Regions from separate parts of the Mus musculus genome. Here regions 1, 2 and 4 are each linked to region 3. A link is a contact called in public HiChIP or PLAC-seq data. All regions are on one chromosome and are shown on one strand. Each heading gives the region's core, a stretch centred on a gene start, on an enhancer-like site or on the middle of the called end of the contact. The rest is flanking DNA. Distances are from core to core; before and after follow the strand shown. Region 1 holds the start of Fkbp5 (FK506 binding protein 5). Region 2 holds the start of Lhfpl5 (lipoma HMGIC fusion partner-like 5). Region 3 holds the start of Def6 (differentially expressed in FDCP 6). Region 4 holds the start of Uhrf1bp1 (UHRF1 (ICBP90) binding protein 1).

Region 1 (2,700 bases), core at 60-2,559, 280 kb after region 3:
CTGGAAAACACACTCCTGAAAGAAGAAGAAGGGAAAAAAAAAAAAAAAAAAATCCCCAAACCACCAGCTCCCAACTGCCGCATGCAGAATTTACTGAATGGCGGCCAAGCGCTGTACACCCTGTCCCGAGCCCCGCCGAGGGCTGTCCCAAGTTCTGCACGCTCTGCTTACGATCTGTACCTTCCAACGCTTTCGCCATGGCTGCAGACACCAATTATTTAAAAAATGAGGCGCAAGCGCTCCACCTGGCTCATCCACAGACGAAGATGAGGAGGAGGAAGATGGTCATAATGCAACGTGCTCCCTTAGATTCATCCCACACACACACACAAAATGCTGGGTTTGGAGTCAAGGACTATGGCCGGAACAGGAGTGGTGATGCCGCTGGGGCGAAGGGAATGAAGATTCCTAAAATAACTTTTATTTCCTTAGTATTATTGAGAGCGGGGGTGAGAGATGAGAATGTGTATCGGAGCCAGTGGTGTTTGTGCTGTGTACACAGGGAGGTCAGAGGACAACTCGCGGTTGGAGTCGGTTCCCCTACTACCATGTCGGTTCCCGGGATCGAACCCAGGTCGTCACGCTTGGCTGCAAGCGGCTGTACCCGCTCAGCCACCTCCGAGACAACTTTTAATTAGCCCTTCCTCCTCAGTACCTCCGAGACCCTCCGGTCACCTGCCTGCCCGGTGCGAGCCGGCTCGGGAGCGGCAGGTGAGGGCGGTGCCCGGCCGGCACGCCCATCGCGCGGCCCCGCGGACGCGGCGGAGCACTCCGTTATCCGCGGGGCTTGCAGGGCTCCGGAAGGCCAAGTTTCCTCCGCGTCCGGAGGGCGGCGTGGCGGAGCGACACGGGGCTCCCCGGACCTGTGGGCTGCGCGGGAAACAAAAGCCGCGCGCGGGCGAGCGAGCCGCCGCCGCCGCGCTGAGGGAGACGCTGGAGAAGAGCGCCGGCCGCTCCACCTCCCACGCGGGGCCCAGGCCTCCCGCGCGTCCCGTCCACGCCATCCCGGGGAAGCCGCGCGAGGGGCGGCAGAAGCGGGACCGCGAGCACGGGGCTGGCTCCGGGGTCCGCCGCGTGCGCGCGCCCCATTCCCGCGGCCATGGCGCCCGTACCTGTCGCCGCGTCCGCCGCCGCCGCGTCCCTCGCTCCGCGTCTCTCCGCCGCCGCGCGCGCCGCTCAGCCCGCCCAGCAGGCCGCCGCTCCGTCCGCACGCTCGGTCGCTCAGCCGCGCGCCGGACACCGCCGCCGGAGACTGGCAGCGCCCGCAAGCCGGCTAGTGCGCCGGGCAGCGCCCGCCGTCGTCCCGCCCCCGCCGGCCGCAGGACCCACCTCCCATAGGGCCACGGGGCTGCCAATCCGCCCCCAAAAGGCGCGCGGGCTGTCGCTCCGCCCGTCCCGATTGGTGGCCGTGCACTGCCTATGCAAATGAGGCTCCGCCCCGTTCGTTTGCATCTCCGCCTCTTCACCGCTGCCCACGTGTCTGGCCCTTGCCCTTTGTGGGGGCCGGAGAAGAGGGATGGAGGAAGCTGACTGACACCTCGCCTCGTCGTCCACTGCCTCCAGACTAAATACTGACCAGACAAGCGTCTGCCTTGCCTGTCTGTCCACCCAGCCTGCCCTTCACGAGCTGCAGAGGTCGGGCCATGCTGACCCCGGAAAATAACCTCCTGAACTTGAAGATGCTCCTTAGAGACTGGGAAAATGCGATGTAGCACCTAGCACCTCTCTCTCTGGACACCCAGTGGGCGTGAAGATGTCGCTTTCCCTTGAGGTTTCTGCCTCTCCAACACAGCAAGCAGCCCAGGTGATGAGGTCAAAAAGGAACCCAAAGGATGGCTGTTGAGCTAGGTCAGCTTCGAGATGGCACCCCCTCGCCACGTCTGGGTGACTCCTATAGACGCTCAGGAGCTGCACCTGGGGACTTGAACTCTAACTGTTCGGTTTTTAAGAAGATTCTTAGAAGAACGTTTATGATGAGTGTTTCGCCTGCTGGGTGTGTGTGTGTGTGTGTGTGTGTGTGTGTGTGTGTGTGTGTGTGTGTTTACTATGTGAGTGCAGTACCCAACAGAGGTCAGAAGAGGGCATCGAATCCCCTGTCACTGGAGTTGGAAGCATCCTGTGCTCTCCCAGCCTCTGGGAGAACAACCAGTGAGAGCAACTGCTCATAACAGCTAGGGAATCTCTCCAGACCCCCGGTTGGTTGGTTGGTTTGTTTGTTTGTTTGTTTGTTTTTTGAGGGGAGGAGAAACTATAAAAGTCCCAATTACCTATGGAATATTTTGTAGCCACAGGAAAATTCCATGTTTCCTGGTTCCATGTCTGCTTTTATTTTAGTTTTGGTTTTTTGTTTTGTTTTTTAAGATTTATTTATTTATTATTATATCTAAGTACACTGTAGCTATCTTCAGACACACCAGAAGAGGGCATCAGATCTCATTACAGATGGTTGTGAGCCACCATGTGTTTGCTGGGATTTGAACTCAGGACCTCTGGAAAAGCAGTCAGTGCTCTTACCCGCTGAGCCTTCTCTCCAGCCCCTAGTTTTGGTTTCTTTTGTCTTGTCTCACTTTAGAACTTATGAAGATACATGTCACCTTGTATGGTGATATATATCAATGTCCATATAACACATATGATATATATCAATGTCTATCACCCACATGGTGGTATGGTCATTCCTTCCCTATCCTCAAAGACCTC
Region 2 (2,700 bases), core at 38-2,537, 370 kb after region 3:
GGGTTTCTCCGTATAGCCCTGGCTGTCCTGGAACTCGCTCTGTAGACCAGGCTGGCCTTGAACTCAGAAATCCTTCTGCCTCTGTCTCCTGAGTGCTGGGATTAAAGGCGTGTACCACCACTGCCTGGCCTCTCCTGTTTTTTGTTTGTTTTGCTTTGTTGTTGTTGCTGGTTGGTCGTTGGAAATTTTTGAGACTGTGTCTCAGGATATGGGACTATCTAGGACTATCTAGACTATCTCTGACTATCCTAGGACTTGATCTGTAGATCAGGCTGTGCTTGAACTCATAGAGATCTGCCTGCCTCTTCCTCTCAAGTGCTGAAATCAAAGGCTGCATGCACCACCATGCCTTTAAAGCCCAGTTTCCAGGTTGTTTTACCTGAGGCCTGGGGATTTGAACTTAGACCTTTAAACTTGAACGACAAATGTTTATTCGCTGAGCTATCTCCTAGGCTAAAGCCCTTGTCATATCTTATTTAGCTCCAGACTTCAGGGTTATAGAGGGTTTATTCTTTTATGTATACTTTACTGGATTGCCTTTTAGTACTTACACTAGCCATGCAGTTATCTAAAAAAATCTGGGTTTATATATGGGTTATTTCTTTGGCTTTTGAGACAATCTTATGTAGCCTCTCTTTATCCTGATCATCTTCCAATTTTTGAGTGCTGGGATTATTACAGGTGTGAGCCACTACATTCAGCGGAAAAACGAAATATTTTTTAAAAAGGAAATCTGCAATAAAAATGGAAACCAGAGGAGAAAGGCCGTGTGTTGGATACACTGACTGCTCCGTTGTGGTTTGGGAAAGGCTCTGGAGAATGAACTTTGGTATTCTTTATTACTGCGAGTGTTATTGCACTAGCTCAGGTCCTTGCTGACAGGATATTTCTCTAGCCTCCACTCTGGTCTCGGCGGTCATTGACTGGAAGACCAAGCCAAGACCCAGTCAAAACTTGCGGCCCTCGGGATGGAGCGGTGGTGCTGCTACGGCTGGTGGGAGGTGGAGGTCCCCGAAGGGTGACTAGGGGTGTAGAGGACAGGAAGCGGTTTTGCAGCTGGAATCAGCGGAAGGAACGTGACACACGGTCGGCCCCACCCTCTGGGAGGAAGAGAGGACCGGGGTCCCAGCTCCCTTCCCCTCCAAGTCGCCCCTCCAGGCTCTGCGCGGCCGCCGGCCACGCCCCTACCAGGCCACGCCCCCGAACTCTGGCGCTGGCCGCGGTGCTGAAACGCGTTTCGCAGAGCGGGCCGGGCGTGGCCTGTGAGGGCAAGCAGGAGGGGCGGGCAAAGCGGAGGCGCAGGCCCAGACCCTGGCCGACCTAGAGGAGGCGGCAGACTCGAGCCCATCCTGGTCAGAACGGGCACATTCATCTGGGAAGCATCTCTTGCGAAGACAAGGTTGACCTTGGCCTGCTGCACTCCCAACCTACTGGGGGGAATGTTTGCATGGCTCCCTGACCTCAGGCTGCTCCTCACACCAGGCTGAGGACTGACCCACGACTTCTGCTCCCTAGAGCTGTAGACCTGCACCCAGCCAGTGTCCCCGTCCTAGTCCAGCGGCCTTCGCCATGGTGAAGTTGCTGCCAGCCCAGGAGGCCGCCAAGATCTACCACACCAACTATGTGCGAAACTCGCGCGCTGTGGGAGTGATGTGGGGCACGCTCACTATCTGTTTCTCGGTGCTGGTCATGGCCCTCTTTATCCAGCCCTACTGGATAGGCGACAGTGTTAGCACACCACAGGCTGGTTACTTTGGCTTGTTCTCCTACTGCGTGGGCAACGTGCTGTCGTCGGAACTCATCTGCAAGGGGGGCCCTCTGGACTTCTCCTCCATCCCCTCCAGAGCCTTCAAGACTGCCATGTTCTTTGTGGCCTTGGCCATGTTCCTTATCATCGGCTCCATCATCTGCTTCAGCCTGTTCTTCGTCTGTAATACAGCCACGGTCTACAAGATTTGCGCCTGGATGCAGCTGGCTGCTGGTGAGCAGGGTTGCTGGGGTGTGGTGTGTGTGAGGGGGGATACTCAGGGTACAGCCATGGCTTTCCCATGAAGGGAAAGCTCTGAGCCTTCTCTTACTCAGTGTTCCACAAAAGATTCGGAATAGGGGCTCACACTATACTCAGAGTAGAGGCCAAGGCTATAGCAGACCAAATTATAGGTGGGAGCCATGAGACAAGAGGAGGGCTGTGAGTTCCAGGCCAGCCTGGGCTATATTGTGAGACCCTGTCTTGAGGAGAATCTGAGATTCTAAGAAAGAATGAGTCAGGGACTAGGAGATAGCTCAGCTGGTAAAGGTGCTTGCCACCAAGTCTGATAGCTTGAGTTCAGCATCCAGGACCCACATTCCATAAAGAACAGAGTCTGTCCAGTTGTTTATCTGATCTCCATGCGGCATGTGCCCATGAGCTCATACGTCACGTCACACACTCATGTACACACACAACTAAAAGTAAAAGAAAAGGGGGTATTCATAGGCAGAATGGATGCAGACTGTTGGGGTCCTCGCTGTAGAGCCCATGAGCCAGAGAGAAGTGACTTGGAGGGGGCACATAGCTCTGGGTGGATGCAGCCAGGTGTACCAACAACCAGAACACCGCACCACAGGCTTGCACACTCAGAGGGAAGAGGAAGGCTATTGCCACATGGCCTAGGATCCAACCCCAGGGCTATGGTGATGACTGTTCCCAGATCTCTGGCC
Region 3 (2,700 bases), core at 136-2,635:
ACAGGTTCTGGCACCTCATGAAGAGCAGCTATAATGCTACCCACAGCTGTGTAGGAACACTGTGGGAACTGTGGGAGCCTCTCCCTCCCTCCTCGTCATCTCTCTGTATGATGCTCTCATGAGCCCCCAGCCCCTTCCTGCTGACAGAGCCAGGAAATCAGGGACCAAGTGCATAAGATTATCCTCTCCTGGGACACCTAAGGAAGCCCTCATTTGCTGTTGCTCAGCTGGGATCTTTTCTCTCCTCCTCCTCCTCTTCCTCTCCTCCTCCTCTTCTTCCTCCTCCTCTTCCTCCTCCTCTCTTCCTCTTCCCCCTCTCCTCCTCTTCTTCTTCCTCCTCTTCCTCCTCCTCCTCCTTCTTCCTCTCTCTCTCTCTCTTCCTCTCTCTCTCTCCCCTCCCTTCCTCCCTCCCCCCTTCTGGGCTTTTTTATAGTTTGTTTTTGAGACAGAACTGTTCTTCATAGCCTAGGTGGTCTCAAACTCATCCCAAGGTTTTAGAACTCCAAGTGAGGAGCAAGTGGAGGGGCTGGGTATATGCCCCTGTGAGTGAGTAGGTGGATGGGTGGAGCACAACTCCAGAATTAGCTTCCACTGACTTCATTGAAATTTAATGGCCACCATGATCTGTGTGGGCATTGCATCTGAAGAAGTGGAGGCTGCTGAAGAGGGCTCTGCCCATGGCCTGCCCTGCCCCTGACTGGATTTCTGACGTGAGCCCCACTGTCAAGGTCACCCTGTGTGCCTAAATACAGGCTCTGGTGTCTTGAAAGCCATCAAGTACAAAGTGGGCAGTATTCTGAAGTTTCTTTTAGAGCCAAGGCCCGGGGAGGGGGAAACAGCAAACCAAACTGCCAAGGCACCCTGTCGTGGAGAAGCGGAGAAGCAGCTGGCTCTGTCCTTCCTCCGCTGGGTTGCTTTTGCTTGGGTAGAACTCTGCACTGAGCTTCTGCTGGGTGGCTCTAAAGAAATATCCTGTCCCGGGCCTACAGGGCCTACAGTTTTCTTTCTGTCCAGTCTCAGGCACCCACACAGCTCTGTGAGGTAGGAACGTACTAAGAGTAGACTGTTGGGGCTAACTCATCCAATCGCTTCCACTTGGTAAGCTTGACTCCTGATCCTGTGTCCCTCCAAGTCTGGAAGGGCCTGCTTCCTCTCTCTAGAGCTACCACTGGGAGCCTGGGAAGATCCTGAGGCAAGCAGGCTTCTAAAGTGACTATCTGTGCTGAGGGAGCCAGGGCCCAAAGGAGGGCTCCAGCTCTGGGAGGGTCAGCCCTGGAAGCAGAGCGTGGCGAGAGCAGCTGGCTAGGCCCTGGAAGCAAGAGGGAACAGGCAGGTGGAGCTCTCGCTCCGCTCTGCACCAGGGCCTCTCTGCGGTCTGCAGCCGTTTGCATTTCCTGAAACCGGATCTTGGTGTCAGAGCCGCCCCTGGGCCGGGGCGGGCGCCTCAGCCATGGCCCTGCGCAAGGAGCTGCTCAAGTCTATCTGGTACGCCTTCACTGCACTGGACGTGGAGAAGAGCGGCAAGGTCTCCAAGTCCCAACTCAAGGTGAGTGGCATCCTTGGGGCTCAGGGGAGGCTGACTCAACGTGCCAGCTCCCACCCCAGAGAGTCAGCCACGGAAGCCTTTGCTACTGGCAGACACCTTGCCATCCAGCAGCCCTGGCCCCGGGTGGAGCGCTGACGGGGCCACAAAGGCAGCGTAGCTCAGTGGATGCTCCCCAGAGGGCTCATGCCACCAGAAGCCACTGTCTAGAACCAAGTACCCTGACTGGACAGACAGTAGAGGTGGCATCACGAGGTTCCGAGATTGAGTAGCCAGGCCCCTTCCCGGGCTCCTTGTGGGTTCCCCAGCGTCATGCTTGGGCACGTACCCTGCTCCTCCCTGTGGCTTCCTCATGGCTTTGAAGAAAAACAGTTAGTGCTTGCCCTTGGCTCTGAGAGCCTCCTCCATTTGCAAAGCAAGCTGGCGACTTGAAGCAAGCGGTAATGTGGGCCACCTATCAGCGCAGGAACAGAACAGGTTGGGAGATTTATCTTATAAGACCTCGGGCTGAGGGTGTCGGGGAAGCCGGGTCTGAGAAAACCTCTTCCGTGACCACACACACACACACACACACACACACACACACTCTACTCACCCCCATCATCTTAAAACCATTAGGCCTGGACAGTTCCAAGGAGCGGAAGGAGCTCTCTCCTTCCTGGGTAGGTGTCTTCTTCCCAGGGGAGAATGTAGGAGAAACCAGCAGAAGTCTAGGCTGCTGGAGCCAGGGAGTGTTGGGCCAAGTGTCAGAGTAGCCTCAACCCTGCTAGGGATCCAGTCACTCTCTGTAAATACTTTACCTGGAGCACCACAGGAGGCTGTGTCTGCCTCCCACTCGCCCCTCAAGATCTGGGTATTTACAATTTCCACTGTTCACAACCATGATAGGAACCCTGGGAGGCAGATGGCACAGAACAGGCATGGCCCACCTCTGTCTCAACTCCGACATTGCTGAAGCTGGGTCCTATGAACTTAGAAGCTCTAGCCAGCTCCATCTACCCAGCTGAGCTGGCTTTCTGAGCATCTAATGACTAAGGTTCTACTGCCCCAGGAAAGAGAGTCCAGTACCACCTCTGGTTCCCTAGAGAGGCAAGGTTAGCCCTTCCCATGTCTGCCCAGCTCTCGTCACCGAGTTGAGTTCTGCCCAGAAAGAAAAA
Region 4 (2,710 bases), core at 92-2,591, 350 kb before region 3:
TCTGGATACCTTGTCTCAATCTCAACCAAGAGTAAACTTTTTTTTGGTGGTTTTTCGAGACAGGGGTTCTCTTTGTAGCCCTGGCTGTCCTGGAACTCACTTTGTAGACCAGGCTGGCCTCAAACTCAGAAATCCGCCTGCCTTTGCCTCCAGAGTGCTGGGATTAAAGGCTTGCGCCACCACGCTGGGCTCCAAGAGTAAACTTAAAAGACCTGGGGACTGGAGAGATGGCTCCCTGCTAAGTGCTGCTCTAGAGGGCTTAGGTGCAGTGCTCAGCACCCACACCAAGTGGCTCACAACTACTTGTAACTCCAGTGCCAAAGAATCTGACAGCTTCTGGTCTCTGTGGGCACATGACATTCACACTCACATAGGAATGCACAGATAAATAAAAACACTCCGTCTTTGGGGGGCGGTGCGTCTGAGTGGAGTACTTACCTCATTTGCTTGATGTAATTAATTCCTACTCCCGCCAAACTTACCAAGAAAGCAAAACCACACGAAATAGCGAGAATTAAAGACATTGGCTCTCATTTCCATTGCTCCCTTTTCAAAAGGCAGTTAAGTATATTGAGTCATGTACTAATGATCAATAGACATTTAAATTTCCTAAAGGGGGCTTTAAGCAAAGTATGTTGGTTAGGTTTGCTGTGGTTGTTCGGCGTTTTGACCTCAGCAGTTTGTCAGAATGGTGCATTGGGAAATGAGATCCTGCACTGAGCCATTGTCATGCATGGAAACAGGATTCAGCCCTTGCCCCAGTTTTGTAGCTTTGGTCAGATGGTATCTGAGTATCTCCTGGATACAGTGAAGAGTGGAAGGAGCCTCCATCTGTGTTTAATGGAGTGGCCCAAGGCTTGGCGAGCACTTTATCACGGAGGCCTTATGTATTTAGCAGCTTAATAACTGCAGATATTTTTCTTGAAACTGGAAGCATTAAAGGTTAGATTTCTTGGGTCTTTTTTTTTTTTTGTGGTTTTTCGAGACAGCGTTTCTCTGTATAGCCCTGGCTGTCATGGAACTCACTTTGTAGACCAGGCTGGCCTCGAACTCAGAAGAGACAAGGTCTCTTAATGTAACCCTGTCTTGGTAGTCCCCATGTAGACAGGGTTGGTCTCAAGGTCCTATATTTGCTTGCCTCTGGCTCTGGAGAGTTCGGAGTAAAGGCGAATGCCACCATCTACCTTCTGGAAGAGTGAGCCCCGCCTCTGAGCGTGTAAGCCCCGCCCCGCGCAGTTGCCCCGCCCCCTATGCCTCTGAGCTCCCGCCGCCCCGCCCCTCATCCCTTGCGCCTGTGCCGCCGCGCGCGTCCCCGCCCCTCGCCGTGCGCTCTCGCCACGGGGATCCCGGAGGGTGGCGTGCGGTCTGGGTTCTGCTCCGCGGGATCCTGCGGCGCCGCACGGGCGGGTGGGAACGCGGCGGAACTCCTGGCGCTGAGTTAGGGGCGACAGAGAGCCATGGCGGCCACTGTGGCTACGGCAGCCGGTGCCCGCGCCGCGGCGAGGTGAGAGGACGCCTCTTTTCCACAACTGAGGAGGCCACGGCTGCCCGTCTGCCTGCATTCCACGCGGGCCCGGGCTGCAGCATGGCCGGGATCATTAAGAAGCAGATCTTGAAGCATCTGTCCCGGTGAGAGCGCCACCCCGCGTACTCGGTCCTTTTCCGAGCCCTCCGACCTCCCTCCGGCCGCTCTGGGCGAGCGGCTCCCTGCAGGCGCGATTCAACTCTTGCGGGCCGTTGTCGGCGCTGCATTACTCCCTCGCCCGGGCCACCTTCCTCCCCACCCCCGTCGCCGCCTCCTTCCTCGGCGCGGGTCACCCAGCCCTTTCCTGGCCGTACCTTCCAGACCCGCACGGAACCTGGCAGGCCAGCCCTGGAGGCCTCTTCCCGCCTGCCGAGCCGCCCAGCGCCGGTTCATTTCTGGCTTTGCCGCTCCGTGCTGGATTACCCAGGTCCCCTTCGATTGCAGCGCCGACGCCGGCTTTCTCCTTCTGTGAGGCGAGCTCCTCCTCTTCTGTCTGACCCTGTTGCATCACTCTTGAAAAGATATAAACCCTTCACCCGAGGCTGGTCGTCCTTTCGGACCTCCCTCCTTTCTGGGTCCGCTTTCTTCTCCGTACACAGACGGATTGGAGAAAGGTCAGCGGAGGTGGGGGATAAAGTTTCAGCAGCCTTCCCTTTAAGATGCCATGGAGGTTTGTTTGACAGCCAGTGTCCACTTGTGCTTTGTGGCCTCCTGTTAAGCTGTCCTGTCGCTCTGTATTTGGGGCATGACGGGTTAGCTGGCAAGACACTTTTCAGCTATATCTGAAGGACTCCTGGTCTCTGCGTGATGATGCAGCTTGTTAGAATGGGTGGCTGCGAAAATTGGGAGCTAGCTTTGCAGTTGGTTTTCGCTGCTTATTCTAGCTTGGTGATGGTTGTTAATTTAGGTTGTCTCAGAGGCTCTAGTGATCCAGAGTTTGGCAGCACAGTGACTAGTGGTTTTCAAGAGGTGTGTGTGAGTGTTGCCAGTCAACATGGAACACCAGGGCTTGTGTGAGCCTCTGTCCCTGACGTGGTGTCCCCCGTTGCCTGGCTGACATTGGCTTATGTGATCTTAGACATTTATTAGCTAGATTCAGATACCTTGTTTGATTAACTGTTATGTGCATGACTGAAGGGCCGGCTCCTGGAGTCTGGGCACTTCCTCTTCAACGTTTATCTCTTT

What was found. HiChIP or PLAC-seq counts read pairs in DNA pulled down with a chosen protein or histone mark.
Region 1: a contact with region 3 is called in an H3K27ac HiChIP or PLAC-seq map of regulatory T cell precursor, with 3 times the contacts expected there. The contact joins the promoter of Fkbp5 here to the promoter of Def6 in region 3. A contact is called at or near these places in 1 of 484 Hi-C or Micro-C datasets (embryonic stem cells), 5 of 115 datasets of contacts at active chromatin or transcription factors (the HPC-7 cell line, bone marrow-derived macrophages, effector CD8 T cells and 2 more) and 3 of 9 other capture datasets (adipose tissue, liver and pancreatic islet).
Region 2: a contact with region 3 is called in an H3K27ac HiChIP or PLAC-seq map of acute myeloid leukemia, with 3 times the contacts expected there. The contact joins the promoter of Lhfpl5 here to the promoter of Def6 in region 3. A contact is called at or near these places in 2 of 115 datasets of contacts at active chromatin or transcription factors (acute myeloid leukemia and large pre-B cells) and 2 of 9 other capture datasets (liver and pancreatic islet).
Region 4: an H3K4me3 HiChIP or PLAC-seq map of bone marrow-derived macrophages shows a contact between it and region 3, with 3 times the contacts expected there. The contact joins the promoter of Uhrf1bp1 here to the promoter of Def6 in region 3. A contact is called at or near these places in 1 of 484 Hi-C or Micro-C datasets (embryonic retina) and 9 of 115 datasets of contacts at active chromatin or transcription factors (astrocytes, bone marrow-derived macrophages, effector CD8 T cells and 4 more).

The regions. Positions count from the first base shown.
Region 1 is chr17:28,484,840-28,487,539 of GRCm38.p6, forward strand. Fkbp5 (FK506 binding protein 5) reads right to left here and starts at 1,310. Exons shown (of 11, transcript NM_010220.4): 1 at 1,113-1,310.
Region 2 is chr17:28,574,432-28,577,131 of GRCm38.p6, forward strand. Lhfpl5 (lipoma HMGIC fusion partner-like 5) reads left to right here and starts at 1,288. Exons shown (of 4, transcript NM_026571.2): 1 at 1,288-1,981. The coding sequence starts at 1,570.
Region 3 is chr17:28,206,393-28,209,092 of GRCm38.p6, forward strand. It overlaps Def6 (differentially expressed in FDCP 6), which reads left to right and starts at 1,386. Exons shown (of 11, transcript NM_027185.3): 1 at 1,386-1,546. The coding sequence starts at 1,451.
Region 4 is chr17:27,855,166-27,857,875 of GRCm38.p6, forward strand. Uhrf1bp1 (UHRF1 (ICBP90) binding protein 1) reads left to right here and starts at 1,342. Exons shown (of 21, transcript NM_001080769.1): 1 at 1,342-1,629. The coding sequence starts at 1,586.